Linked DNA regions of Mus musculus: regions 1, 2, 3, 4 and 5 are each linked to region 6. The links are chromatin contacts, called in public ChIA-PET, HiChIP or PLAC-seq and promoter capture Hi-C maps. All regions are on one chromosome and are shown on one strand. Each heading gives the region's core, a stretch centred on a gene start, on an enhancer-like site or on the middle of the called end of the contact. The rest is flanking DNA. Distances are from core to core; before and after follow the strand shown.

Region 1 (4,757 bases), core at 1,617-4,116, 570 kb after region 6:
TGTCTCGAAAAACCAAAAAAAAAAAAAAAAAAAAAAAAAAAAAAAACTGCTTTTCTTTTCTTTTTTAAAGATTTGTTATATCTAAGTACATTGTAGCTATTTTTAGACACACCAGAAGAGGGCGTCAGATCTCATTATACAGATGGTTGTGAGCCACCATGTGGTTGCTGAGATTTGAACTCAGGACCTTTTGGAGAGCAGTCTGTGCTCTTAACCATCTCTTCAGCTCTTGCTTGTCTTTTCTTTTGGAGACAATCTCTATGTAGTCCAGGTTGGCCTCGAATTCACAGCAATGCTCCTACATCTGCTCCCAAGTACTGAAATGACAAGCGTGTACCACCCCACCTGGTGCACGGTCTCTTACTGTTGATAACTGCTCAAACTTCATTAACTGTTTTAACAATATCTTGTTTGTTTGGATCAACTACCTATGGGCTATGTTCGTAAAGGGGAAGTACCTCGCCTGTTTTGGTCATAACTGTAAACTCCGGGCAGTCTGACCTGTGCAGTTTACGCTTATTATCAGTTGAAGCAAAGAATAACCAATCTACAGGGAAAAACTATCTTCCAAGGGCACAGGCTGGTCTGGAGGGCGTGGTTTGGCTGTGGGCGGGGCCTCCCGCCTAAACCTAAGGACCGGATGCCTGGGCGGGGCATCCCATAGTGGTGCTCTGGCTTCGGGGCGGAGCCAACAGGGCCACGATTTCTTGGTCAGAATTAGGGCCCTAATTTCTCCCTTAGCATTTCCTCCCCAGCGCCCTGGCTCACCCGAAGGCACCTCTTCCCACCACTCGGATCCGCTCGTACTTCTCCATCTCATTTCTCAGTTACGCTTCTGGAATCCCGGTGCGGCGCGTGCGCGGACCCTCCCATCTGGGAGCTCCTCCTCCTTGCTGTAAAACTTTTGCAGGGCGGAGCCGGCGAAACGGGGGCGTCTGTCGAGTCCGGCGTCTTTCTCTGACTTTGAACTCAACCTAGAGGCTAAGTCGTGTTTCCCCAACGAGGGATCAGAGAATAGTCGTTCTGGGTTTCTTGACGAGTCCCTCAGTGCTCAGAACCGTACCAGCCACATCGCACACGCGTGACTTGGGCATAGGTAGTTAGACTGGAGCGATAAGGCGCCCACTTATGTTGCCCGGCAAAAAAACAAGATTGTTCTTTCAGAGGTCTAATGCGAGTGGAATGCGAAGATCGATACAGTCCCCACTGTCCGGGACGAGTTGGCACTACCTCAGAAAGATAAAGGGATTCTCATGATTGGCACGTAAAGTATAAACCACCAAAACCGAGCCGGTCTGTGTGGGGAGAGGAGCGGCGTTATTTGGTGTTTGCCGAGGGAGGGACCGGGAAAACCCCAGTTGGACAAACTGATTCACCTGAAGAGTACATGACGTGGTCTCTTGGTTGTAACAACTACTGAGCACAGTGCTCTCGGTTTCTCAGAATCCGCACAAAACGCTGCCGTAGGGGGACTCGGAGCTTTACTCAAAACTTATAGCGTCGCGGTAGGGGGAAACCCAGAGAAGGTTCTATGCTTCTGTCCAGAAATAGTGGGCTGGTTGGTATCGCTGCTAGGGTTTCGACCAGGATGAATGAAATCCTGACTTCTTCATGACGCCTGCAGCTCTAAGGGAGTTATAAAATGTCAGTATTCAGGAGGTGGTCCTTAGCTAACAACGTTCCTATTTCTCAGTGGGCGAGAGAAGGGTTGTTTATTTTTTGTCCCTGCCCCGCCCCAAACTAGCCTACGTGGAGGGAACCTGTGGTCACTGGCTCAGGCCGGAGTTGGCTGGGGAAGCAAAGAGGGAGTGCTGGGGTAAAACGCTCACACAAAACATTACATCGTGCTATCACTTAGTAACCGAATGGGCCTTGAGTGACCCTGGGGACCTCTGGGAGTTAATGTGTAACCCTGGAACCATCAGGGAAGGCAGCAAATACCCAAAAGGCATAGGTGCCTGGGAGTCTGAGCTTGGGCTTTTGCCCCTCAACATCTTGAAACACCGTTCTCCTAGTCCCCACTTTTTGCCCTCGTTGTCCACTTCCACCTCCCAAAGGCACACTCCCTTCATTCAGCACCGCCTCTGGGTTGCTCCTTTTCTCCTGGTCTGCCGATCCCGCTCCGCAGAGCAACTGCCTTACTCTCTGGAGTGGAGGCGGGCTTGGATCCCGCATCACAGTGAGGACAGACTGACACCTAGTGGCCAGAAGCCGCATCTACTCCAGGCCGCTGCCCTGGAGAGAGGGTCACCCCAGCTGTCTGGGCAAATCGGCAGCCTTCCCCGCCCCAGCCTCCAAGGAGCCAGAAGAGGGTTGGGACTGTCTGAGGGAGGACTGTGACAACCGCTGTGTTCCAGGAGCCCAAGAACGATGGGGAGAAGTGTGGTGATGGTGGGTGACTCAACAGTTCCTAAGCACCACTCGTGCGGGGCGCGGGAGAAGCAGGTAAACACGTCGATCCCGGTCCAAGAGAGGAATCGAGTCTGGGCGGAGCCGTGGTCTGAGGCGGCGCTCCTGAGCCCCCGGGTTTAGCGTTCAGCAGCCCGGTCTGTGCGACGGTCCCGCCCAGCTCTGCCCTGAAAGAGTTGAGAGAGGAGCGTTCTCGCAGAACCTGCCCAGGGTGTAGGAGCTGGTGGCGGCAGAGAAAGTCGGGAAGTGGGCTAGTGGGGCCGTACGCACGAGGGCGGCCGAGGACGCCTTCGGATGTCGGGAGGCGCCAGACAGGGTGCCTCGGCAACGATGGCGAGGACAGCCCCTTCGCGCTCGAAGTCGGCCGATTCCGGGCGGGGCCCTGGGGGACACCGGCCTCGCGCCCTCCTCGCGGCAGAGGCGCCCGAGGGGCGGGGGCAGGCGGCGGGGCGGGGCGGGGGCGAGGGCGGCAGGGGCGGGCAGAGGCCTCACTGGGAACGCGGGGAGGAGCGAAGGGGCCTTGAGGGCTCCGCGAAACTGTGGGGCTGGCGGCCCGCGGCAGAAACGATCGTGGCGCGCTGGCCAGAGAAGGAACGGTGTTCCCAGAACTGTCGGAGGAGACGGCTTAAGGGGCGGACAGACAGACGGCAGGAAGGGTCAGCATGCCCCTACTGTTCCACCCCGCCTGGCCGCTGCTCCTGGGCGCCACGCTGACCTTCCGGGCACTCCGGCGCGTGCTCTGTCGCCTGCCCCAGCCTGCACACGTGCAAACCGACCCCCTGCGCACCTGGCGTTGGCACAACCTACTCGTCTCTTTCACCCACTCCATTGTATCAGGGATCTGGGCACTGCTGTGGTGAGTGAACAACCCGGGGTAAATGAGATGGCCGTGGGATCTTTCGCGGGGTGCTCGGACTGGGCTCCCTCTTGCTATTCCCATCACGGGTGAACAGACGCCAAGGATCTCACCTGATTCCGTTTGGAAAACTACCCAACCAAGAACGGCTGTGGGAAACCCAAGGTACCTGGGCTTTGGCCAAGTCCCTCCTTACTCTTCAACCAGCCAATAGTAGGCGCACAGAGCACCCTGGGACTGGCAAGACTGTTGGGGGAGGCGAGGGTCCTCCGGGAGGCTACAACCGCGAGAACATCCCTTTTCTCTATTCCAGCTTATGGCAAACCCCTGAAATGCTGGTGGAGATTGAAACAGCGTGGTCAGCTTCTGGCTATTTGCTTGTTTGCTTCTCTGCAGGTAGGTTATGCCCAAGAAGGTTAAGATTAGATTGGAAGATAATTTCAAAGTGTTCAGTCTTTTCCTCTTTCCCTACCTCTCCACTAGGATACTTTATCCACGACACAGTGGACATTGTGGTTAGCAAGCAAACTCGAGCTTCTTGGGAATACCTTGTTCATCATGTCATGGTAAGGGAGAACCCGGTGAAATGACACAGGCAAAATCTTCACAACCCCTGGAGCCAGGGAGGGAGGCCATCTTAACCCAGCAGCGTCTGACTTCTAAGTTGCCTAAGACTCTCTCAATGTTTAAACACCTTCTGGGGACAGCAGAGTGCCTAGGCCTATCTACTATCTAGGTAAACAGACCAGGATGTCATACAGAGTTAGACCCTCGTGGACAAAGTCTAACGCTAGTGAATAAAGAAACCTTAGCAGTAAAGTTGGTGTTCCTCAGCTTCCGACTGATATGACCTGTTTTCATGGGCCCTTGTTCTGTCACTTGTCCCCTAGGCTATGGGCGCCTTCTTCTCTGGTATCTTTTGGAAAAGATTTGTTGGTGGTGGCGTCTTAACACTACTGGTAGAGGTCAGCAACATCTTCCTCACCTTAAGGATGATGATGAAGATAAACAATGCTCAGGATCTCCTCCTCTACAAGGTCAACAAGTATATCAACTTGGTCATGTACTTCCTCTTCCGATTGGCCCCTCAGGCCTACCTCACCAAGTTCTTCCTACAGTATGCTGGCCAGAGGACCCTGGGCACATTCTTGTTGGCCATCCTGCTCATGCTGGACTTGATGATAATCATCTACTTTTCTCGCCTCCTCCGCTCTGATTTCTGCCCTGAACGTGCACCCAGGCGCCAACAAAAAGACAAATTCTTGACTGAGTGAGAAAGTAGAACCCAGGACTTGTAAAAGGGATGGCAAGCACAGCCAATTGCTCTGTAACATAAACTAGTACTCTGCCCCAAGCTTGGGTGTATTCTGGGGCCAGCCTTTCCACCTTAAGCTTACACCCACACTATTGAAAACACTAATGAAAGCTCTCTGAAGTCCTGTTCTTGGGCAAGGGTTGAGGGAAGCAGACCAACCGGTTGGGCATGGCTAAA
Region 2 (4,514 bases), core at 1,352-3,851, 530 kb before region 6:
ACACAGGGGCCACGACATACAAGTGGAAGTCAGAGGACAAACTGAGAGTCAGTTCTCTCCCTCCACCCAGACACTGAGCTCAGGCTGCCAGGCTGGATAGCTGGTGACTTACGGTCGGAACCATCTAATCCGTCTGCTGTGTTTGAGCCGTGGTCTTGCCATTTATTTATGAGCTGCAAGGCCTAGTAATGGGAAAATTCCTTAACCTATTTGAATTCCAACTTCATCAGTAAAATGAAAGTAATAGAGGGTAATTGTGAAGATCAAAGTATAGTAGGCACAGAAAAATCCTCAGTTATTTTTCTTTCCACATTTCAGCCTGCCTCAGTGTTTGCATGCATCTCTGTCGATGAACTCTAAACTGGTTGAAAGCGACATTATGCAGATGGCCTTCAGTTTACAACAGAATTAGATCCTACAAAGCCTAGCCACGTACCCTAAGTAACAAAGACATGTAACACTGCTAGGTACTGAATCACGGGCCTTTAATCCTGCACACAGAGGGCAGATGCAGAAGCAGGCAGAGCCTTATGAGTCCAAAGCCAGTTTGGTCTACACATTAAATTCCAAGCCAGCTAGGTCACTGGTATTTAAGTGACTATAAAGAGTGTACCAAACTATCTAAAAATGACTAAGTTTATGGGGGGGGGGGTCATCTTTGGTCATACAGAAAATAGCAATTGAGTGCTTTTTAAAGGTTGTTTTTTTTTTTGAAGGGTCTGTAAAGATACTCCAGAACCACTGTACTGATAAACAAAGGTGAAGACAAATTCACAAGCAGTTTTTAAAATACATGAGTTAAGCATAGGGCCCCTTACCTCATCGTCATCAGAATCACTCCCAAACACTGACGGTTTCTGTAAAACTCGGTGCAACGGCTGTGTTTTCTTTGGCAAAATAAGCCCATACCTGCGTAATTTTTTTTTGAAATAGAAATCGCACCATTATCTTTAAATAACATAAACATTTAAAGAACATAACACATCCACTACTTCTTCCTTATGAACTTCCCAAATCAAAACATGTCATACAACCTATGAACACATAATGGACTAACCGCTTTGCAACGACCTCAAAATTCTAATGTCATTTTATAGTTGTTATTATTATTTGTCTACCTGGGCCAAACTCAAAACATTTTTACTAAAGGAGAAAATGAAGACTACAGCAATGTTTTAGATAGTGAAGTGACAGGAATCCTAAACAGGCTAGTGGTTTTTGCAAACTTGCTAAAAACCAAAATGTTCTAAACTGTCCTCTGATTTTTTTCCCACACAGTAGCTAAGATCTTGAAAAATTGACTAAGAAACCCACGTAGAGATTCGGGCAAGTCCCCATTCACTTATTTGGCTCAATTGCTTTTGTCTGCGAGCAAGTCACCATGGGGGCAAGTTCCCATCCGTCCACTGGGCTCGTTTGCTTTGCTTCAGCGCCTCTGAAAACCATCACCACATTTTTTTTGTAACTAGATATTTTCTTTATTTACATTTCAAATGCTATCCCAAAAGTTCCCTATACCCCCCCCCCCGCCCACCCACTCCCACTTCTTGGCCCTGGTGTTCCCCTGTACTGGGGCATATAAAGTTTGCACAACCAATGGGCCTCTCTTCCCAATGATGGCCGACTAGGCTATCTTCTGCTACATATGCAGCTAGAGACACGAGCTCCAGTGGGGTACTGGTTAGTTCATATTGTTGTTCCACCTATAGGGTTGCAGACCCCTTCAGCTCCTTGGGTACTTTCTCTAGCGCCTCCATTGGGGGCCCTGTGGTCCATCCTATAGGTGACTGTGAGCATCCACTTCTGTATTTGCCAGGCACTGGCATAGCCTCACTCAAGACAGCTATATCAGGGTCCTTTCAGCAAAATCTTGCTGGCACATGCAATAGTGCCTGGGTTTGGCCATCACCAGATTTAATACGTTTCGTTTCTCGAGGTTTTGGCTTTAAAATGCAAAGGCCACGGGACATGCTTGGCACTGCAAGGTTTACACGCCCAAGAATAAATTTCCAGGCAGGTAAACCGTATCTGTGTCTTTCCCGGCAGCGAAGACCAGTTTCCTATATGCCTACTCTTTTCTGTGGCTTCTCAGCACCACACTCGTAACCCCAGGAGGGAGGGCGGGAGGCTGGTCTTGCCTGAGCATCTGCCAGGGAGAACGAGGCCCTCAAAGGCAACCAGGAGTTTCTCTTCTCGGTGCCCCTGAGCGCATCCAACCGGGAGAAACTCAAGCGCGGGGTAGGAAGCAAGACTGAGGGGCCTCAGACCGAGCTTTTGGAAAATAGAAAAGTCTCGCTCTCTGCCCCTCAGCCTAACTTCCTTTATTTCCTCACAAGTTTCTCAAACTTCGGGCTTGCAACCTGGAAAAATGTACCGGACGGGGGGTGGGGAACCTAAGTGGCTCGGAATTCCTCGCCTTCTCCCGCCTTTAACCGGGGCGGGGGTGGCCCTGCACTTCCGGCGACCTCAGACGCCTCGGCCTAAAGACTCAGTCTCCCTGGCTTCTTACTCCCCAGCCGGACCCTAACTTCCCCATCACTCACTGCCTGCCCGGGATCGCCATCTTGTTCCCGTCTCCGCTGGACCTGGTCGACGCGGACGTGACGAGACGCTGACGCCGACGTGTATACGCGCACTTCCGGTTCCGGTACTCGCTTAGCCGCTGAGCCTACCGCTGTGTCTTGCTTAGGATGCGGCTCGGCTCAGAGTCTTAAAGTCAGGGCGGGGAGGCGATGACCAAGTTCTAGTCCAGAGAGAGGCTCGTGGACCGCGCTCCGGGGACGAGCCTCGTCACTGGAGATAGTGTTAGAGTCACGTCCAACCGCGACGCCTGCTGAATCCGGACCGAGTCGGAGTGGGCCCCAATTATCTGAATTTAATGAGTTTCAAAACGGCTCCCTACACATCTATTGCTTTGTTTTGCTGCTCAGTGTAGCTGGCTCTGAGTGACTAAAAAAACCGAAAAGCCATAGAACCTCAATGTGAACTGATTATTTTATTTAAATAAAGCCTTTCTATATAATATAACCCTGACTGTCCTAGAACTCAAGATCTTGCTGCCTCAGCTTTCGGAATGCTGGAAATGCAGGCACCCTCGCCGAGAACTGATATTAGCAGTGCAGTTGTTTGAGACCATCTTGCTCTATAGTCCAGAATATCCTTTTGCCTCAGCCTTCTAAATGACAGTAACTCATCACAAGTGTGCCACCCCATTTTAAAAGACAAAACCTGGCTACATTTCATCTGTGCATCCACCATTTAGAACTAGTGTTGGCAGCCAGGGCTATACAGAGAAACCCTGTCTCGAAAAACCAAAAAAATAAAAATAAAAATTTTTTTTAAAAAGCCGGGCGTGGTGGCGCATGCCTTTAATCCCAGCACTTGGGAGGCAGAGGCAGGCAGATTTCTGAGTTCGAGGCCAGCCTGGTCTAAAAATGAGTTCCAGGATAGCCAGGGCTACACAGAAAAACCCTGTCTCAAAAAACAAAAACAACAACAAAAAAATTAGAACTAGTGTTGGTGTCTGGGAATTACCGTACAAACCACTCAGACACCAATCTCAGTCTAATAGAGATTAAATATCACACCCCAAGACTGAAAAATCAGGTCCACAGACCAAACTCAGGAGCTGACTGTGGCATTGAGTTAAGATCCTATAGGGCTTTTAAGCCTAAAATCCACAAACATCTGTGCCAAGTTACTCCACCAATCAGGATTTAGAGTTAGGCAATTTCATCAGAAGCATTTTTTTTTTTTGTACACTTATCCTGTTCTCATTAGTTGAGGTATTCAACTGTGGCAGAGGACTTGCCTAACATTCATGTCTTAACTTGCCAACCAGGACATCAGTTATCCATGTACATGCCTCTTTCTACCAAGTAGGATGTCAATTCCCTGGGATGTCTTAGGTAGGAACTTTATTCAACCCCTGCTCAAAATGGAAGTTTTATTCCAAATGGCTTCTTATGTTGGGGTCCATCCCAGGAGCAGCTTATAAAAGTAAAAACCATATACATGTGCTCACGTTTGGGTCCGAGCTTAGCGTGGCTAACTATACAAAGCAGTTCTAATTGCTTGTGATTGGTTTTCAAGAAACTGAAGCACAGAACATCCTAGCAACAGCAGTGACAGCATATAAGATTCCTTAGTAACAGCACAAAATGGCAGGCTAGACAAGTAACAGTTACCTAGGCCCTAACATGTTACCCAGGTCCTAACAACTTATAGTAACCAGCTATAAAAAGGCTGCATAATTGTTTCTCTGATCTGTCTCCACCCACCCCCATATATTTGGAAGTCATGTGGACATGTGGGATAGTGGTGTCCTGTTACAATAACTCTGGTATAATTAAGAATTGAAACTGAGATCTGGGTTTATGTTTCAAAGGTAGAACACTTACCTAGCATACTCAAAGCCCTGGGTTTGAACTCCTGCACTGCAAAAGAAAAAAAAAATTGACTCTATTCATTCCTGTTTTTGTATAACCAGTTCTGTTTGATTAATGTTAGCATAG
Region 3 (4,532 bases), core at 17-2,516, 590 kb after region 6:
TACTACTAGGGGGTTATATTTATTTATTTTTGAAACAGGGTTTCATGGTCAGCCCCAGGTGACCTGAAACTCAGAGATCTGCCTGCCTCTGCCTCCCAACAAAGGCACACAGGCCCATGCCACCACATCCGGCTTTCTCCCCTACCCCCCCCCCTCTTTTTTTTTTTTGAGTCCTGATCTTGGCTCTCCTGGAGCTCACGATGAAAATCAAGCTGGCCTCGAACTCAGAGATCTACCTGCAAGTGTGTGGATTAAAGGCAAACATCACCATGGCCAGCCTATCCTCTGCTTTTTGAGGTACACCTATTCTGGCTTTGGAAGCTGATTGGAGGTAAACTGAGAGATGTGACGTGAGGGATATCTGTGAAGCAGCTCTCATTCATTCACATCGTCTTGTACAGAGTTGGTTAACCCAGTGTGCATGTGAGAAGTCACCTCAATACTCAGTTCTCCCAGGGGCCTGCCCGAATGTGTAGTCCCATGAGGTGCATGTATAGGACAGTTGCACATATACTTTTTTGTTTTGTTTTGTTTTTGTTTTTCGAGACTGGGTTTCTCTGTGTAGCCCTGGCTGTCCTGGAACTCTCTCTGTAGACCAGGCTGGCCTCGAACTCAGAAATCAGCCTGCCTCTGCCTCCCGAGTTGCTGGGATTAAAGGCGTGCGCCACCACCACCCCGCACACATGTACTTCTTATGTTAGATCTGTGTAGACTTTTGGCGTCATCGTGTGTGATATACGAGTGAAGTGTGGACGCTGTGTTTGAGCAACGTGAAGGTTTCCTACTGGGATGGAGTTACCACGAATGTAAGTCACCTTACTTTCTCAACAGGAAAATAGGGCACTGTGGGGCCTAGGGATTGGGAGGAAATCTGAAGGGTAGATCTGAGGGGGATGGGTCTGGCGATCCGGGGTTAGGGGGCTTTAGGGTGTACTATACACAGTGGAGGAGGGACTTGTCACCAAGGAGACGCAAAGCCAGGATACCTGCAAGGACATACGTTCATGAAGATTGGTCCCTGGCTAACCTCCAGAAGGCGTGGCGGTCCTGGTGCTAGAGCTTGAATTTGGAAGGGGCGGGGCCAGCAACTGTTGTGGGCGGGGCTCTGGGCTAGAGTTTTCTAGAAGCAGGGACCAGCAAGGTGCTAAGTATGGGACTGAGTGCTGGGTCTGTAAGGTAAAGGTAAAAGCCCGTACTGGCGTTAAGGGTGTGACGAAGGGACTGGAAGGAGCTGGAGATCCCGGATGAAGAACCCGACTGACGCTTAGACCCGGGCTGGAAGACCTGAGGGGGGGAGGCGGGCGGGGGGTTGGGCAAGCATGAGGCGGAGCTAGGGGCTGGACTGGAGCTTACAGCTGGGCCGAGGGCTCGACCAAGCTGAGGTTCAACGTTGAACTCTGCGAGGTAGGGTCCTGTGGAAGAACTGGGCTGACAGCGATGTGGGTCAGGACGACAATAACGGTTAAAAGATGGACTGAGGAAAGGTCTGGCCGCAAAATTGAGAGAACCGAGAGAACTGGTAAGGGGCGGGGCAGAAGGATGGGGGCGTGGCTGGGCGTGGCTCTGGAAGTTTGCTTGACTTGGCTTCCTCCCGACCCAGGCTCAGCTCTTGAGCATTAGGCTGCAACCTCTGGCCTGGGCTACCGCCCCAAAGGCGCTAGGGTTCGGTAGAACCCTTGGCCCAATGCTCATCTGGGCTCCAGGGCTGGGCGGCCAGTTCCATTGACCTTGAGGGTGGGAAAGCGTCTGAGTATTCCACAAGTGACATCATAATCACCTCCAAGTGCCTAGCTAGGAGACATTTCCCAGAACAGGGCTCACTGGCCTCTCTTGCACTCTCCTCTCTCTCTCTCTCTCTCTCTCTCTCTCTCTCTCGCTCTCGCTCTCTCGCTCTCTCGCTCGCTCTCTTTCTCTCTCTCTCTCTCTCTCTCGCTCTCTCGCTCTCTCGCTCTCTCGCTCTCTCGCTCGCTCTCTCGCGCTCTCTCGCTCTCGCTCTCTCTTCCTTTTTCTTTCTTTCTTCCCTCCACACACCTTTTGTTTTGTTTTGTTTTGTTTTTTCGTTTTTTTTCGGGACATGGTTTCTCTGTATAGTCTTGGCTGTCCTGGAACTCACTCTGTAGACCAGGCTGGCCTTGAACTCAGAAATCCCCCCTGCCTCTGCCTCCCAAGTGCTGGGACTAAAGGCATGCGCCACCACTGACCGGCTTTTTTTTTTTTTTTTTTGTCCCTCCACACACATTCTTTTGGCTGCTCTAGTGCCTGTCCTCTGGGCCTCAAAGGAAGGGAGGGGTTTTGCAGGATAAGGAGGATCCTCTACAAATAAATGTGCATTTTGAGTTAGGTCCCTGCTACCTGTCCCAACGAAGAGACCACATGCTTTTCTCTTCCTTTCAAGCTATTACCATCTTCATTCTGCCACAGGAGCTCTGGACCGACTGCCTTGATCACCGCTCCCCTCTGTCCTCTTTGGACAAAGAGGCAGACTATCTCTCCAAATCCCACTTCTCGTTGATCCTTCCTGTTTTCCCTCCCAAACAGCTGATGTTGTCAACATCTATTAGGAGTATTAGTGGAAGGCAAACAGGCTTCAGCCTTGCATAAAGCCTGCTAGAGTGACAGGAGGAAAGGAGTCCAGTGCAGTTTGAGCCTGGCCTAGGCACAGGCCTTTACTGGAATAGCTTTAGGATTTGAGCGCCACAGGGGAGGCCCTGCATCAAGATCAAAGAAAGGAAATCAGAAGTGAGGAATCCGCAAGGTGGGGATTAAAAGCAAATGTTTTGGGGGTGACAACTGGATAAGGCAGGAGCTGAATCTAGTTTCAGGGCTTGGCCTTGGAGCTGTGGCATAGGGTACTTAGCTTAGGATATGTGTCTCCTTAGCCAGCAAGGCACACTGGCTTGGGAGCCAAGAAGACCAGCTTTTCTGCCTCTGCTGTCACCTTTCATCCTGAGCAAATTACTTAGTCACTCTGGGTCAGGGTCCCTCAATAAACAATTTAGAATCAAAGTCATACTTTAAAAGCCCACCGTAGGGTCCAGCATTGTGAAAGTGTATATCCTGGGAGATTATCTCCCCCATTACAGCTCACAGGAGTGCTAGGAGCTGGGCTTCCAGCTTACATGTAAGAGTGCTTGCTTAGCGTGTGTGAGGCCCTGGAGCTGACTCCTAGACACTTCCTCCAAAACAGCCCCAGTCAAAATAAATAAAGTAAGCAGAATGGCTCATGTCAGTCATTCCTGTACTTGGGAGGCTAAGGCAGGATTTACCATAAATTCAAGGCCAGCCTTGGGCTATATGAGGAATTCTAGGCCAGCCTATGGCTTTGTGAGATAGTCTCGAAAATAAATATATAAAAAGATAAAACACAGTACCCAGGTTTGAACCTGGCATTTATGTATTTCCAAGGGACATTGAATGTATACACTCAGTCAACCAACAATGACTGAGCAAGTTCCATGGCTCTGAGCATATAAGTAAATGCAGGAATGTCACAGTTCTAGAACTATGGCAGCAGGTCCATAGGCACATACAACACACAATTCCACTTGGACAGTACTGGGGTTAGTCTGCTGCAAGGCCTTGCTGTGTAGCCCAAGCTAGCCCTGTGTCAGCACACCGAGTTCTGGGATTACAGCTGTGTGCCATTATGAGCAACAGCATTTTCCCAGAGTTGAGCAGATAAAACATGGGAGAGAGAGAGAGAGGCAGGGGAGACAGATGGTCATGAGAGGTGGCAAGAACGCTCGGTGAGGGAAGGGCCTAGGTCCTGGCTCCTAAGGGCATGAGAAAAGGTCCACACTTCATTCTGAAGAACAGATGGAAGCAAGGCCTGGTGGCCTATGACGTCACTTCCGGCACATGGCAGGCAGGAGTAAAAGATGTAGAGAGCAGTTAGAATTCTATAAAACTCAACTTGACTGTATGATGAATGATAAGTTATTTCTCTGCTACTGGTCAAATGAGTCAGTTTAAATCATATTAGACTATATTAAAGGCAGGTTTATTGGGAAGCTGCTCTTGGGCAAATTCACAGGCCCTAAGGATTGAGGCCAGGGGAGGCGCCATGGGGAGGACAGGGGGGAAGGAAGAGGCGGGAGAGAAGGAGGAGGAAGAGGAGGAGAAGATCAAAATGTCTGGACTACAAAGGGAAGAGGCTCCGAGGAAAGGGCAGCCCAGCCCCTGGGCTGGAAAATTTTGGGTCAAGGGCAGGGTAAACCAGGTAGGGACTGAGGGATGCTGGGAGAACCTGGAGGCCAGGTCTGCTTTGATAAGTAAAACATGCACCCAGGTCCTAGTCCCTGGGTCTGAAACCAGACAGAGGAGTGAAGAAAGGTAGGACCAGAGAGATCAGGCAGGAAGTTATGACTGCATCCTAGCTAGGTCAGAGAGAATGGAGGGTTAGCTTTAATCCCAGCACTCAGGAGGCAGAGGCAGGTAGTCTGCCCAGACAGGGCTATACAGGAAGCCTCTACCTCAAAAGCAACAAACAAATTTCTAGTTGAAATGTCTGCTGCTTTCTATAAAAAGGATCA
Region 4 (4,416 bases), core at 1,785-4,284, 610 kb before region 6:
TAAAGCGACAAGTATTTTATTTCAACATTTCCAAGTTGCTCATGAGGCCCGGTGGTAGAAGCACATTGTTCAGGTGCCAGGCAGATGCTCTGTAGAGGTCTAGCATTATCACCGTTGGCCCTCCTGTGAGGGCGTGGTGCAGCCTCATGGGCTGCAGGGGAAGGACCACTCCCTTGGGTAAGCTCTGAGAGGAGTTAAGATGATGGGCACGCCAGTGAGAGGGCAGACTGCTGAGGCACCGGCAAAGGAGGCCGGGGGTGGGGGTGGGGTCCAGGGAGGTGTGGTACTTGGATGGGGCTGCTTCTCAAAGGTAGGGCTCACGAGAAGTGGCTGAGAAGAAACCAGAAAAAAGTGACCAAGACAAAGTCCACCTACACGTTTCCTGTCATTTCCAGAGCTGTGCCCAGTCCTCCTTCATCTCTCTCCTACACCCTAACGTGGTCAGCCCACTAACATCAACTGAGCCTTCTCTGGCACCCCTTCTTTCCGCTCTATCTTGATTAGCTAGGTCAGCCTCAGGTGGTTGCTGGGGAGATTCCAGGCCTACTGTGGTGGACATCCGAAACAAGAGATTCCCTGAGAGGGAGGGGTGTGGTAGCCATTTCCTGGGCCTAAGAAGAAGCCCACAAGGAAGGGAGAGCTTCCTCTTCTGTCACGGTGTAAACAGAACACAGGCAGACAGACAGATGGCACCGAGAGCTTCCGGAGGGAGCTGCTGGCATTCACAAGGCTTTGTCCTGGCCGTCGTTGGGTTTTGGGAATCCAGCTAGTCTTCGTGGTGATGGTGGTGGCGGCATGTGTGTGTGCATTTAATGTGTGTCTGTTGCCGTGGAGGCTGGCCGCGTGTGGCAGCTGGGCTTCCGTGTCTCTGGGATGGAGCTAGCGAGTGAAGAATGCCTGGCAAACCTCCCCTCCATCCAAGTCTCCTCAGCCCTTCTGCCGGCTCTGTAGCAGCGTTCCCTAGCCCAGTGCAACGCCTTTGTGGGTGTCTGTCTTGCATTTCCTCCCTGTGTCCCTACCAAGTGTCAGAAACGGGAAGGAAGGCAGGATGTGTGGGAAGGCAGGGCGGCATTGCCAAACAGCTCTGCAGGCAGAGGGACCAGGTCTGCTGAAGGGACTGTGGGACAGACTGGGCTAAGTTGCTCCTCCAGAATTGCCTCCAGGGCAAGAGGAAAAAAAAATAGTTGGAGGGAGGCTAAGTATGCACTCTGGCCAGGGGGCTGTGGGGAATGAGGTGTGGGCATGGTTTGGGCAGCTGTTAACAGTCCTCAGCAGGGAATAAGAGATGAGACCACCTGAGGCTAGTCTCAGCTGAAGTGAAGCATCTGCCGAGAGCCTCTCCACACCCACACACACCAGTCTGACCGGACCAGTGCTATCATTCTCCAAGACAAGGCCTAGGACACTGTGGTTAAGAGTCTCGTCCAACCCACAAGCAGAGGGTTTGAGCCTCTATCTATCTCATCCTGTTCAGAGAAATGTCACCAATACTCAGCGCTCACAATGTGGCAGTACTACTAAGTAAGGGGAGGCAACCGGGCAGGAGGAGCAAGGCCCTGGGAAGGTCGGCAGTGAGCCGGTAAGACTGAATCCGCATGGGGACGGTCAGATTGGAGACGGGAGTCTTAGCTGATGCTCAAGTCCGCCCTGCTCCTCTGTCTGCCTGGACCCCTCCTCAGAACAAACTTGTTCTTGGGCAGCCTTGTGTCTGCACAGGAGTTACAGGCACGGAAGGGAGACAGCAGACACGTGTGTTCATTGAAAGGGAGGGGCCCAGTGAGGACCCTGGGACCCTGGGGTTCTCCGGGTCATGGAATGGCCAGGCCTGCCTAAGGTCAGCTCCCCCAGCCAGTCCGCTCCCCCACATCGCTAGGGCCGCTCCTTGCATTCCCGGCCCTGGAGCCTAGGTGGCACCAAAGCCTCGTACTGGTGATCCCTGCGGCCGGGAACCGCCCACACCTGCGGACAGTGAACCAACCAGCCCTTCCTGGTGCCAGCGCAGCCCAGCTGCGGCTTCTGATGTCTGGGCTCGAGCCCCTCTGGAACAAAGGGGCGCCGGGGCTTTCTCGCAGACACCGAACTCGCCATTACTACCTCTTTTCTAGCTCTCCCTCACTCGCTTGGCCGGATGAGAAGAGACAGGCTGGCCGGCCCGGGTCCTGACTTCTCTGCCTCAGACACAGTCCAAAATAAGTAACATATCTGCTCTTTAAAAAAAAAAAAAAAAAAGCTCCCGTAATTTTGGTGAAAAAAAGAATGTGATAACATTAAATTCATTTTTAAGCTGTGTGTGTGTGTGCGTGTGCGTGTGCGTGTGTGTGTGTGTGTGTGAACAAAACAATCTATATAGACTTGAAAACAGTGCTCCTGTCGAAATACTGAGCGGCTTGAAAGGCTGGTAGTTTGTCCAGTGCCCAACCCCACAGGCACAGGCGGGTCCGCGGACCAACACCGATGTTCTCTGCAAAATTTTCCTCCTGTGGCTAAGTAGCACTCTCAGATCCTCCCGGGGGTGCTTATTGTAGGCTGCTATCGGGATGGGGAGGTTCCCGACTAAGCTCGCATTCCACCTAGAGAACCCAGACAAAGTCAGGAGTCCTTGGAAAGACGGTCCGCAATCGGCTGTGGTCAAGAAAGAATGCTCTTAGGGAGTGACACGGAGCAGGACCTTAACGTAATTTAGGGCAGATTTGGTAAGGGCAGAAGTGAACCTCGTTTTGTACAGCATCCTCCAGCCACACTAGTCCAAAAGCAGAAGAGTCAGATCCTTCGCCCTGCCCTGCCCTGCCCGGCCCTGCGCCCTGGCTGCTGTATGTGCAGGAATGAGTGGGGGGCTCTGCCGCCCTCCCACCGGACAGGGAGCGTGGACCCCGCCCCTCCCCCCCCCCCCTCCAGCTGCGGTAGCAGAGAAACAAAGTTCTTCGGTCTCAAAGTGACGCAAAAATTCTTGCGGAGCTCTTTGGCGGCGGCTATCTAGAGATCAGACCATGTGAGGGGCCGCAAGTACAAATAGCGCGGCGGGCGGCGCCACTCCAGCGGCCGCGCCGGTGCCTCGAGGGCGCGAGGGTCGAGCCGCCTCCGCAGCCCGGGACCCGCCGCCGCGCCTCCCGCAGGTGGGTCGCTTTCCCTTTCTTCTTATTCTTTTTTTCTCTCTTTTTTTTCTTTTCTTTTTTGTCTCTAACCCACGCTTCTTTCTAGAAGCCCTCGGTCCCCGCGCTTGACTGCCTGGATTTCGGGTGCCTTTGTCTGCACCGCGCAGGGTCCTTTCGAGGGACCCGATGGAAACCCTGGAGACCCAGAGCTGGCCCAGCGCAGCCTCGCTTTTTGGCAAAAGTTGCTGTAGTTTCCAGCCGTGATTCCGTGCTTGGGCTTTACTTTTGAGACAAGGGCTGGTAGGTGGCTTTATGCAAAGACGCTGGCAGACACAAATGCCCAAATAACCAGAGAAACCTTTGAGAGACACTTAAGAGGGTCAAGCCTCTCTCTGTGCGCTCGAATGGTCTCACTGCGGAGCGCGAGCCGACTCAGACAGCTCACAGGCCATTCAGAATTTATGGAAGTACCAGTGGGCTGTGCTATACTAAAGTGTGTAACCAACAGTTGCTGGAGGCGGGGGTGTTTCTAAAAGGCTGGTTGGTGGCCCGAGATTTTTTTTTTTTCGCGTTTGTGTGTGTGTTGCATATTGAATTATTCTTTTTAGTTAAGAGTGCTCAAGAATTTGAAGGGTGTGTATGTATTTTTATGATCATTTTTTTTTGTCCAGAAAAAATGAACCAGGTCAATGGATTATTTATGGACCTGCTAGCTCTCATCGTAGTAAGGGGAGAAATCAAATATTTAATGTGTTTTCAGTTACATGGGAAACATGTCTGAGAAAACAACAACACTGGGGTTTGTTTAAAAGTAATAGAGAGCCAAGACAGCGTTGGAGGCTGTTGGATGGACATGGAGGGGGAAACAGCTCTGACTATGGCCCTTCACTTTTTCGTGGAGCTGTGGATAGCTTCCTTCTCCCACCCTGGTCCCCAGCGAGAGGTACTGCTCCAGAAAAGGCTGATGGGCGGGTTCTTCTGCAGTGCAGGCAATATCTTACTTGTTTTGGGCAGCTGTGAGGCTTGAATCCAGGGTCTTTTGTACCCGGAGCAGACATCGTACCACTAAGCTACATGAAAAGTAGGGACCTAGCCTGGCAGTTAATCTCTGAAATCTCCTGGGTTGGAGCCTTGTAGAGACTTTGCATGGTAAGAAGAGAGAAAGAAAGACTGACTCTGCCCTGTGTGCTAAGGCATACTTGTACTGTTCAGGCGTTCAAGGTTGTCTTCAGCTTCTTAGCTAAGTCAAGGCTAGCTTACACAAGACCCATTTCCAAAGCAAAACAAAGCCGACCACCCCCAAGCAGCTTGTTCATTTGGGTAT
Region 5 (4,318 bases), core at 192-2,691, 720 kb after region 6:
AGAGGGCCTGGGGGTGGAGAGGAGGGTACAGGTCTTCCAGGGACTGACACATTAAAGGATCCAGCAGGATGAGAAACTCCATTTTGTGCAAGGCTCAAAGGGGACAAGCAGGGATCAGAGTGGGCCAGTTCTCCTCCATCTCTGAAGAATGTGCACTTAGGTCTTTTCCAATAAGGAAACCTTCCAAGCCTCGGGGCTACAGAGCTGAGTGTCTAGAAGCTTGCCAAGGGCTATGACCCACTTCCATGTAGAGAAGGGATTCATCGGAGGGTTCTGGACTTGTTAGAACTGATAGGGCTTTGTGGTGAATGATTACCCCTGGGCTAGAGTGTGAGGTAGGGTGACACTAGACAGATGTGCACTGGAAAAGTCATTGATGTTCTGCTCTGTGTGGCCTGACCTTATAATCAAAGCAGCTAACTCAGCAATTTCCATATGCTTCTGCCAGGCACTGTTCTTCTAACCATTATTATATGCATTAACACAGCTCTGTAAAGTAGGTACCATTGTACTTTTCATAGGAGGAAACAGGCTTCAAAGAGAGGCTGAGAGGCTATTTAGGATTCGAACAGCAGGCATTACTATATAGAGGCTGTGCTCAGGAATTTTTCAATGAAGCATCCTCAATCGCTCGAATTGGAATCGATTTTTAAATCCTAGTCTATAGTCTCGGCTAGTTGGGAGGCTGAGGTATCAGACATTAGGGACAGGATCACTTTAACCCTCTGGATCGTATAGGGAGATCTGTCTCAACATTAACTAAAATAAAATTAATCACATAGTAGCCAACCATGCTAAAAAGTTACCGTTTTGTCAGTTTTATCTTTAAGCTTTGAAGAGCTGGTGCTCTGAAGAAAAGACCTATGTTAGAAATGACATTAGGGGCTGGTGAGATGGCGCAGGGGGTAAGAGCACCCGACTGCTCTTCCAAAGGTCCGAAGTTCAAATCCCAGCAACCACATGGTGGCTCACAACCACCTGTAACAGAGATCTGATGCCCTCTTCTGGTACGTCTGAAGACAGCTACAGTGTACTCACATATAATAAATAAATAAATCTTTAAAAGAAGAAAAAAAAAAAAAAGAAATGACATTAGAAAACTTTTCGGGAGTCAGGTTCTTGATAAGCTCGACTTCATTTAAGTAAATATTCCCCTTCCGCTGAACGTGGTGGTGCATGTAATCCCCTGCATTGGAGAGGGCCCAGAGTCCGAGGCCAGCCTGGGCTACATGGAGATTATCGCCTTCTCTAAACTGGCGTTGTAGAGCTAAACAGTACCAGGTGCACTCAATGAAAAGCCAGGGTCAGATTGAAAGTGTAGCCGAGCGCGTACCCTCTCACGGGCTCCGCCTGCGCACTGGCGTGCGTCAGCAGTGTTGCTCGTGATTGGCAGCGGTCGCGCACCGTGGTCCCGCCCCCTCATTCTGGAGTTTCCGATTGGAGAAAGCTCATGAGGCCCCGCCCCATCGGCGACCTGGGCAGCCGGAAGGGACCATGGCGGCCGCAGGAGCTGCGGCCACGGACCTAGGTGCGGTGGATTTCAGGTGGAGGGCGCAGTGGGGAGGTCTCGCGGGCAGAATGTGTGGGTGGGGCGCGAGAAGCCTGACAGCTCCCTCCAGCCTGGGGTTGGGGGTCCGCCACGCGGGAGCGGCTTGCTCGGGGTTCCCGGCCGCCCGCACTCCTCCACGATCCCGGTGTGGCGGGCATCGCACCCTAGTTCCCGCGTCTTAGTCGGCCCTCTGTGCCCTCAGAGGTGGTCCGGGGCAAGCGTTCCGCGCTTTTCTTCGCCGCGGTGGCCATCCTTCTGGGACTGCCGCTCTGGTGGAAGACGACGGAGACTTACCGGGCCCCATTGCCTTACTCAGACATCAGTGGGCTGAATGCTCTGCTGGTGAGACTGGGTGGGGAGAACCGGGGCTGGGGGACCGGGGGGCAGCCCAGCTGTAAGGTGCAGACATTGCTAAAGACCCCGATGCCCCTCATCCCTCGCGCAGCTCCGGCTCATGGTGCCAGTCACAGTTGTGTTTACTCGGGACTCTGTGCCCCTGGACGACCAAGAGAAGCTACCTTTCACCGTTGTGCATGAGCGAGAGATCCCTCTGAAATGTGAGTTCCCATGAAGAGGTGTCAGGGCTGCTTTTTCCATCTGAGCCAGGCCCAAAACCCAGAGTTGGAATGCATAGGAGGGGCGAGGGCGACTCATAACTTACTTTAAAATGTTTTATTACATTTACTTAGTGTGCGCGCGCACATGTATGTTTGTGTGGATGTCTGTGCTGTGGAGCATCTTGTGGAGGTCAGAGGATCACTTGCGAAAGTCATTTCTCCTCCCACCATATGGGTCCTGGTCTTGGGGATCCAACTCAGGTCATCAGGCTTGGTATCAAGAGCCATCCGCCTGCTTCCCCCAAATCCTAAGAAAAGAGATCTCCTTTGGAATGTTCACTTGGGGGTTTGTGTTAGTCTAAAGTACAGTGCCTGTCCTTATGACAGTGATTTATGTCATACGGTAAATTATGCCACCTTATCCTTAGCAATTGATACCCATCAGTGCATAGGGAAAGCAGGTTGTAGCTGAAAGAAAACGGGAGTTTGAAGTTACATCGGATGTGTATTCAGACCTTTGTCATTTTAACATCACACACTGTATTGTTAGGCACTTTGTTAGGTACCAAGAACTTGAGGGTGAATAATAAATTGGTAATATTTTAAAGATGTTTATAGTTAACATCAGAAAGAAAGAAACTAGCAAAATACTGTAAGGCAGGAGGTTTGGTCTCGTGGTGGAGTCACGGGAGAGCCTGAACTCCATTCTCACCTGCCGGGGAGTAGAAAAAGGTGCAGAAGGGCTTGGGCAATGTGATTTTTGAGGTTGGGTGTTTCTGGCTTTTTGAGACAGGGTTTCTTTGGGTAGCCCTGGCTGTCCTGGGTCTTGCTGTGTAGACCAGACTTGCACCACACCTGGCAAGGACTCTGATCTTTATTGGATGCATAATCTCATGTTCAGTTTTGTTTTTTCATCAGTATTTTTTTTTTTTTTTTACTAAATGATTTAGGTTTTATTTCGGTTTCATGTGTTCTTTTTTTTTTTTTATTTTAAATTACGTATTTTCTTCAATTACATTTCCAATGCTATCCCAAAAGTACCCCCCCCCTACTCCCCTACCCGCCCATTCCCATTTTTTGGCCCTGGCATTCCCCTGTACTGGGGCATATAACGTTTGCCTGACCAATGGGCCTCTCTTTCCAGTGATGGCCGACTAGGTCATCTTTTGATACATATGCAGCTAGAGTCAAGAGCTCTGGGGTACTGGTTAGTTCATAATGTTGTTCCTCCGATAGGGTTGCAGATCTCTTTAGCTCCTTGGATACTTTCTCTAGCTCCTCCATTGGGGGCCCTGTGATCCATCCAATAGTTGACTGTGAGCATCCACTTCTGTGTTTGCTAGGCCCCGGCCTAGTCTCACAAGGGACAGCTATATCACCGTCCTTGCAACAAAGGCTTGCTAGTGTATGCAATTTTTTTTTTTTTTTTTTGATGTTAGAATGTGATCTTTGGTTCTAGAATTAAAATAACAATTTGAGAGTCATCAAGGACCTTTTATAATTCCCTCGCTTGCTTCTCAGCAGCAGCTGCTAACAGGACACAGCTTCCCCGGCACTCCTTCAAGCACCCTTTGTTTTTTGAAGCAGCAGCCCCTGGTGTTTAGAACGATTCCTTTCTAGCTCACTCTTTAAATCACTTTAGCCACCTGTCTGGTGGAGTATGGTGGTGCATTCTTTCAATCCCAGATCTCAGGAGGCAGAGGCAGGTGGATCTCTGAGTTCCAGGCCAACCTGGTCTACGTTGCAAGTTCCAGGCTAGCCGGGGCTCATAGTGAAACCCTGTCTCAATAAAAAGTAAGTGCAATATTAAAGCCATCTAAACTATCTGAGCATTCCTTAAATCTCTAGGCTTCACTCTACATTTCCATAGCTAGTGCTTTTTACAAAAGTTACTTATAATTTTATTTCTTTCTTCTAGTTCACTTTTTGTTTGCTTGTTCTTTTATTGAGACAGTGTCTCCTGTATATCTCTAGCTGGCTTCAGACTTGTGTCCATTCTTCTGCCTCAGCCTCTTGAGTGTAGGGATTACAGATATGTGCTGCTGTGGCTGGCATTAGTTTCTGGCTCACAGTGAGTAAGCTCAGATGCCATCACTTGGTGCAGCTTTGGGTTCTTTGCCCAATTTATGTGTGGCATCTTGCTGAATTGTCCCTGGGTTAGCAGTTTCTCACTTGATTCTCTTTTTTTTTTTCCTTTCTTTTTTTTTTTTTT
Region 6 (4,860 bases), core at 240-2,739:
AAATATTATTAACCTTAAAAAGTCACAGCCCGAGGCAAACGTCTGATTATATGAGTTTCAATGTAATAATTTCTAATAATTCTCAAAGAACTACAAAAGCCAAAGGGGACCCTTTAACAGTTCATCCAGGAATTCTCCCCTCTCTCAAAACAGAGTAAGAGAGACATCAAAACTGTTCTAACACGAGGCCATATCCCAACAGTAACAAGAGCGGACATACTTCCCATGGACATATCTCAGGGGAATATCCGAACAGTACTGTCATCGATTTAAAAAGCAAAGGGAAAAAAAAACTAAGCTCTCCAAGGGAAGCGCCATTGCTCCAGCCCCCCACCCCCACTTCTGTGTATGCATGGGTATGTGTACGAAGAAACTGACTTGTACTCCTGCAGCACTGCAGTAGACTAGAAGATGGGGGGGGGGGATGCTTCCATCACCCCTTACATTAGAAAGGTACAGACTTCCTTGGGGAGGAGTGGAAATCATCCAGTTGGCTGTCCAGAGCATTCTCCATTCCCAAGAATACAGACGCTACAAAGGAGGAGGAGCGGGAGCAGAGACCAGAAAGGGACCTCGCGCCTTTAAATCGGGGTGCACGTCAACTCAAATCTCCCTAACTAGAGCCACACCTTCTTAGAAACATCCCCTTCCACCACCTCTTCCGGTGACCCTTAGGAAAAAGGAATGCAATTGCTCTGGCCCCTCAAAACAGGAGGGCGCCCAGCTCACCAGTTTCTTCACCCCACCCACAGATTCACAGACCCTCCCTGTCTCCCTCCCCCACTCTATCCCCGATCTCTTCTTTCACCCGGAGAGGCCTGAGTGGGCACAATCTCCCCGCCCCCTCCATGTCTTCCTTTCCCAAAGCAGAGGTGCCCTTACCCCTTCGCCGGCAGGTCTGGGGCAGAGCAGACGGGCGCAGACCCCTGGAGCGCTCCGGTGGCCGCAGCGCTGGAGAGCGAGGAGTGAGGAGGAGGGGGCCCGGCGACAGACCGCCGCCCCCCCCCCAGCCACCCAGCCCAGGCTCTACGACAAGGGGCCGGGGGGAGGGAGGGGGGGACGAGGGGACGACCGGGGTCGAGGAGGCGCCCTTAACGCTCCGGCTCAGTTAAGATGGCGCGGGGGAAGTGCCGGGAGTCGCCGCCGCCGCCGCCTCGGGGGAACCGGACCGGGGCCTCGGCCGCCTCCGGTCCTCCCAGCCGAGGCCCTGTCGGTCCCCCGCCGCGGCCCCTTGGCGGGCGGGCCCACGCGCACCCCTCCGCCACCACTACCACCCCTGGGAAGGGGGCGCTCACAAAGAGAAGAGAGGCCGCGGGCCGTCGGGCCGCGGGGCGGGGTCCCCGGGGGCCGAGAGGCCTGGGAGGTTCGCGACTGCTCCGCGCTCTCAGCCCGCGAAGGGCGCAAGGCGAGTGGGACCCCTCCTCTCTCCTCAAGCGGGCGGCGGCACCGGCTCACTCTCTTCGCCACCCTCCCTCTCTCCTTCCAAGCCCTGAAGCCACAGAGCTCGGCCGCTGCCCAGGTTCTCTCCCCCCCCCCTTCCCGACACCACTCCCCTCCTCCCGACAGACATCTCAGCCTCAGATCTCGCGAGAGTTCTTGCCTGACAGGCCCGACCCTGCGCGAGACAGGACAGTATGCGCGCGCGGGCGCGGGCGCGCGGGCGTCCTCTCGGGAGTGCGCGAATACTTAAAGCTGGGCGGAGTGGCCCGAGTGGCCCGAGTGGCCCGGAGTGCTAGGCTTGGTCCAGTCCCACCCTCAGCTCGCCTTCGCTACGCGGGCGTCAGGTGCGTGCTAGTCAGTCCCGGAAATCCTGGGGAGAAGAGCTCCGCGCAGTCCTTCCCTCTTCCCACCTCCAGAACAGCAGCCTCCCACTAATACTGCCAAACTGAAACTTTGCTCCAAAGTGGAGAACATCTCATTCCTACACACACCTTAGTTGGACTCCTCGTGGGACTCAGGGATAAACTTCGCAGCATAATCACTATGTACCTGCGTTTGTGCGGTACTGATGGTTAGTTTGGGAACGGCAGTTAAAGACTTTCATATAAGCCATATTTGTGATGGAAGAAAAAGAACTTCAAAGGGCTTTGTAGACTTAGAGTAAAAGATCTTTTTCAGTATAAAAGAAGCAAGTTGGCCAGTAATCAGGAAGCAGAGGCAGGTAGATCCGAGTTCTAGGCCAGCCTGGTCTACCTAGTACATTCTGGGTTAGTCAGGGTTACACAGTGAAACCCAGTCTAAAAGCAACAAAGTAAAGTAGTCTATGTAGGAAAGAGGTAAATCTTAGCGTGGGTTTAGAAACAGTTTTTTAAAACACATACACACACACCATCTTCAGTCACCCCCGATCTAGTCTAGGACTTTAGCTAGAACAGACTGTAATTGTTATTGAGGATCTAACAAGTGACCTGGTAGTGATGGGTCACACCTGTATTCTGTAATCCCACCCAACACAAGAGGCTGAGGCAGGAAATCATGAGCCTGAGTTAGATAGAGGCCAGCTTGAGCTATACTTTAACAACCTCTCTAGATATTGACAGAGAGAGAGCAAGAGCGCAAGAGGGGGTTCAGAAATTAAGAGCAAGTTCTGCTTGGTCTTGCAGAGGACAGTTTTCCAGCACCCGTGTAAGACAACTCAAAACCAACACACACACACACACACACACGTTAATTAAAATCTTTTTAAAAAACAGAAAACTCAAAGAAGAAAAAAGAAAAAAAGAAGAGAGAAAAAATGAAAAAAAAATTAAAAAAAAAAAACAAAAAGAAAAAAAAAACAAAACAACAACAACAAAAAAAAAAGCCAGAAAACTCAGCTAGGTATGGTGGCGAACGCCTTTAATCCCAGCACTCAGGAGGCAGAGGCAGGTGGATTTCTGAGTTCGAGGCCAGCCTGGTCTACAAAGTGAGTTCCAGGACAGCCTGGGCTATACAGAGAAACCCTGTCTCAAAACAAAACAAAAAAAAAAAAAAACAAAACAAAAAAACAAACAAAAAAACCCACCTCTTTTAGCGGAGTATGGTGATGCACAATTTTAGTTCTAGTACTCAGGAAGCAGAGACAGGAGGATCTCTGTAAGTTGGAAGCCAGCCTGATCTACAAGGCAAGTTTCAGGACAGCCATGGCTCCATAGAGAGACCCTGTCTCAAAAAAGAACCAAATATATATATACATACAAACACATTCATACAGACACAAAGTGTGTGTGTTCCTAGTGTGGTGTCCTATGTACCTCTCCCAGTATTTTGTTGTTTGTTGTGGATGCAGGAGAATCAACAGTTCAAAGTGAAGGTTATCCTGGTATAAGGAATTTGAGCCAATCTGGGGTTATATAAAACTCAATCTCAAAATCAAGCAAACATACCAAAAAAAAAAAAAAAAAAGCCAATGCCCATGACTACAGTCATTTAAGAAAACATGCTGGGGCTAGGGGATGACTCAGCTGCTAAAGTGCTGTGGAAGGAGGTCAGTTCGAATCCCCAGCACCCACATGGTGTGCACCTATAATCCGCACACTGGGGAGGTAGAGCTAGGAGGACAGGGACTCACAGCAGCTAGATAGGGCAAATTCCAGTCTTTCACTTTGTAGACCAGGCTGGCCTCGAACTCAGAAATCCACCTGCCTCTGCCTCCCAAGTGCTGGGATTAAAGGCGTGTGCCACCACGCCCGGCTCAAATTCCAGTCTTAAGAGACTTTGTTTCAAAAAATAAAGTGAAGGGTTACCAAGATGACTCAGTGGGTAAAAGGTCTTGCCTTGAAAACCTGCCCATCTGAGTTCAGTCCCAGGAACTCAGGTAAAGTTCCTGATTCCACAAAGTTCTCCTCTGATCTCCATATCTCTGCATTGCAATGTTCATGCCTACATACACACATCATACACCCACATACTAAAAATACATATTTTCTTTTAAAATGGAGAGCTGCCAGGCATGGTGCCTCATACCTTCAGACCCAGCAATAGAGAGGCAGAGGCAGGTAGACATCTGTGAGTTCAAGGCCAGCCTGGTCTCCCAGTGGGGATGTTTAGCATCAAGCATCCGTAAGTACAAGCTTCCAAACACATGTGCATACATATACAGAATTGTGGATTAGCTGGGTGGTAACACATGACTGTAATCTTACCACTTGGGAGGCTGAGGCAGGAGGATTGAGTTCCAGGCCAACCTTGGCTACTGAAACCTGATCATATTGACCCTGGTTGCTCTATCTGGTGAAAACATTTAATCCTTTTCTTCCTGTAATCTACGACATTTGACATAGCTGACACTTCCTTCTTGAAACTATCCCTCCTTGCCTTTTCAAAGCCCCTCAAAAAAAAGCAGTTTTCTTTCTATCTTCCTTTCCAAACAGGGCCCCTCCTCCTCCACCTAACACTTAAAATATGTGTATCTCTAACTTTGGTCTGTCACCATAAGAGTTTTTTCCCACAGCCTGGAGCTATAGTAATACATTTGCTCATCATATGGAAAATCTGAGTTCCAACACCAGGACACACACACACACACACACACACACACACACACGCACACGCACTGTTCCCTGCCTCCTGGTTGTTTCATATATAAGACTAGAAAGAGATTCGAACCCTCCCATAGTATTTTTATGGGAAACTTCAAACAGAAACAGGAGAATTATTATAGAATAGTAATCTCTGTGCCTGTCATCTGACTTTATCTATTTGCAATCTTTTTTGTTCATTTACATGAAAGGAGTTCTCTTGCAGCCCAGGCGTTTTAGTATTATAGGCTCCCAGGCATCTCAGAACATCTAATTTATTTATCTGTTTTCTATTTACCATTCTTTCTTTGTCTTTTCTTTTTTTCTTGTTTGTTTGTTTGTTTGTTTGTTTTGTCTATGT

What was found. Promoter capture Hi-C pulls out the DNA fragments that hold promoters and counts their contacts. ChIA-PET counts read pairs in DNA pulled down with a chosen protein or histone mark. HiChIP or PLAC-seq counts read pairs in DNA pulled down with a chosen protein or histone mark. Capture Hi-C pulls out chosen DNA fragments and counts their contacts.
Region 1: a contact with region 6 is called in a promoter capture Hi-C map of pre-B cells, with 2.0 times the contacts expected there. The contact joins the promoter of Tlcd1 here to the promoter of Taok1 in region 6. A contact is called at or near these places in 4 of 39 promoter capture datasets (the HPC-7 cell line, cranial neural crest, liver and 1 more), 1 of 484 Hi-C or Micro-C datasets (CD4 T cells), 4 of 115 datasets of contacts at active chromatin or transcription factors (effector CD8 T cells, embryonic stem cells, memory CD8 T cells and 1 more) and 1 of 9 other capture datasets (liver).
Region 2: a contact with region 6 is called in a promoter capture Hi-C map of liver, with 2.4 times the contacts expected there. The contact joins the promoter of Nsrp1 here to the promoter of Taok1 in region 6. A contact is called at or near these places in 7 of 39 promoter capture datasets (the 3T3-L1 cell line, the C10 cell line, cranial neural crest and 4 more), 4 of 484 Hi-C or Micro-C datasets (B cells, embryonic stem cells and natural killer cells), 8 of 115 datasets of contacts at active chromatin or transcription factors (embryonic forebrain, embryonic stem cells, extraembryonic endoderm stem cells and 3 more) and 2 of 9 other capture datasets (adipose tissue and liver).
Region 3: an H3K27ac HiChIP or PLAC-seq map of large pre-B cells shows a contact between it and region 6, with 2.8 times the contacts expected there. The contact joins the promoter of Proca1 here to the promoter of Taok1 in region 6. A contact is called at or near these places in 3 of 39 promoter capture datasets (the HPC-7 cell line, cranial neural crest and pre-B cells) and 3 of 115 datasets of contacts at active chromatin or transcription factors (embryonic stem cells, large pre-B cells and memory CD8 T cells).
Region 4: a contact with region 6 is called in a promoter capture Hi-C map of liver, with 2.3 times the contacts expected there. The contact joins the promoter of Slc6a4 here to the promoter of Taok1 in region 6. A contact is called at or near these places in 5 of 39 promoter capture datasets (the 3T3-L1 cell line, cranial neural crest, liver and 2 more), 1 of 484 Hi-C or Micro-C datasets (B cells) and 7 of 115 datasets of contacts at active chromatin or transcription factors (embryonic forebrain, embryonic stem cells, fetal liver and 4 more).
Region 5: a contact with region 6 is called in an RNA polymerase II ChIA-PET map of memory CD8 T cells, with 6 read pairs. The contact joins the promoter of Pigs here to the promoter of Taok1 in region 6. A contact is called at or near these places in 1 of 115 datasets of contacts at active chromatin or transcription factors (memory CD8 T cells) and 1 of 9 other capture datasets (adipose tissue).

Annotation. Positions count from the first base shown.
Region 1 is chr11:78,175,792-78,180,548 of GRCm38.p6, forward strand. Tlcd1 (TLC domain containing 1) reads left to right here and starts at 2,867. Exons shown (of 4, transcript NM_026708.2): 1 at 2,867-3,265; 2 at 3,579-3,661; 3 at 3,749-3,831; 4 at 4,156-4,757. The coding sequence starts at 3,072. The coding sequence ends at 4,539. It overlaps Mir7653 (microRNA 7653), which reads left to right and starts at 3,036; the gene lies at 3,036-3,096. Nek8 (NIMA (never in mitosis gene a)-related expressed kinase 8) reads right to left here and starts at 875. Exons shown (of 15, transcript NM_080849.3): 1 at 769-875. The coding sequence starts at 815.
Region 2 is chr11:77,075,836-77,080,349 of GRCm38.p6, forward strand. It overlaps Nsrp1 (nuclear speckle regulatory protein 1), which reads right to left and starts at 2,602. Exons shown (of 7, transcript NM_001012309.2): 1 at 2,544-2,602; 2 at 819-909. The coding sequence starts at 2,563. Mir423 (microRNA 423) reads right to left here and starts at 2,337; the gene lies at 2,229-2,337.
Region 3 is chr11:78,193,436-78,197,967 of GRCm38.p6, forward strand. Proca1 (protein interacting with cyclin A1) reads left to right here and starts at 1,267. Exons shown (of 4, transcript NM_001368876.1): 1 at 1,267-1,519. The coding sequence starts at 1,438.
Region 4 is chr11:76,995,563-76,999,978 of GRCm38.p6, forward strand. It overlaps Slc6a4 (solute carrier family 6 (neurotransmitter transporter, serotonin), member 4), which reads left to right and starts at 3,035. Exons shown (of 14, transcript NM_010484.2): 1 at 3,035-3,113. RefSeq lists promoters at 880-3,085, 2,507-3,085, 2,741-3,085 and cis regulatory regions at 991-1,012, 1,090-2,029, 2,507-2,957, 2,507-2,740, 2,934-2,941.
Region 5 is chr11:78,326,981-78,331,298 of GRCm38.p6, forward strand. It overlaps Pigs (phosphatidylinositol glycan anchor biosynthesis, class S), which reads left to right and starts at 1,442. Exons shown (of 12, transcript NM_201406.1): 1 at 1,442-1,528; 2 at 1,752-1,891; 3 at 1,995-2,106. The coding sequence starts at 1,495. Aldoc (aldolase C, fructose-bisphosphate) reads left to right here. Exons shown (of 9, transcript NM_001303423.1): 9 at 1-801.
Region 6 is chr11:77,606,326-77,611,185 of GRCm38.p6, forward strand. It overlaps Taok1 (TAO kinase 1), which reads right to left and starts at 1,490. Exons shown (of 21, transcript NM_001364134.1): 1 at 883-1,490.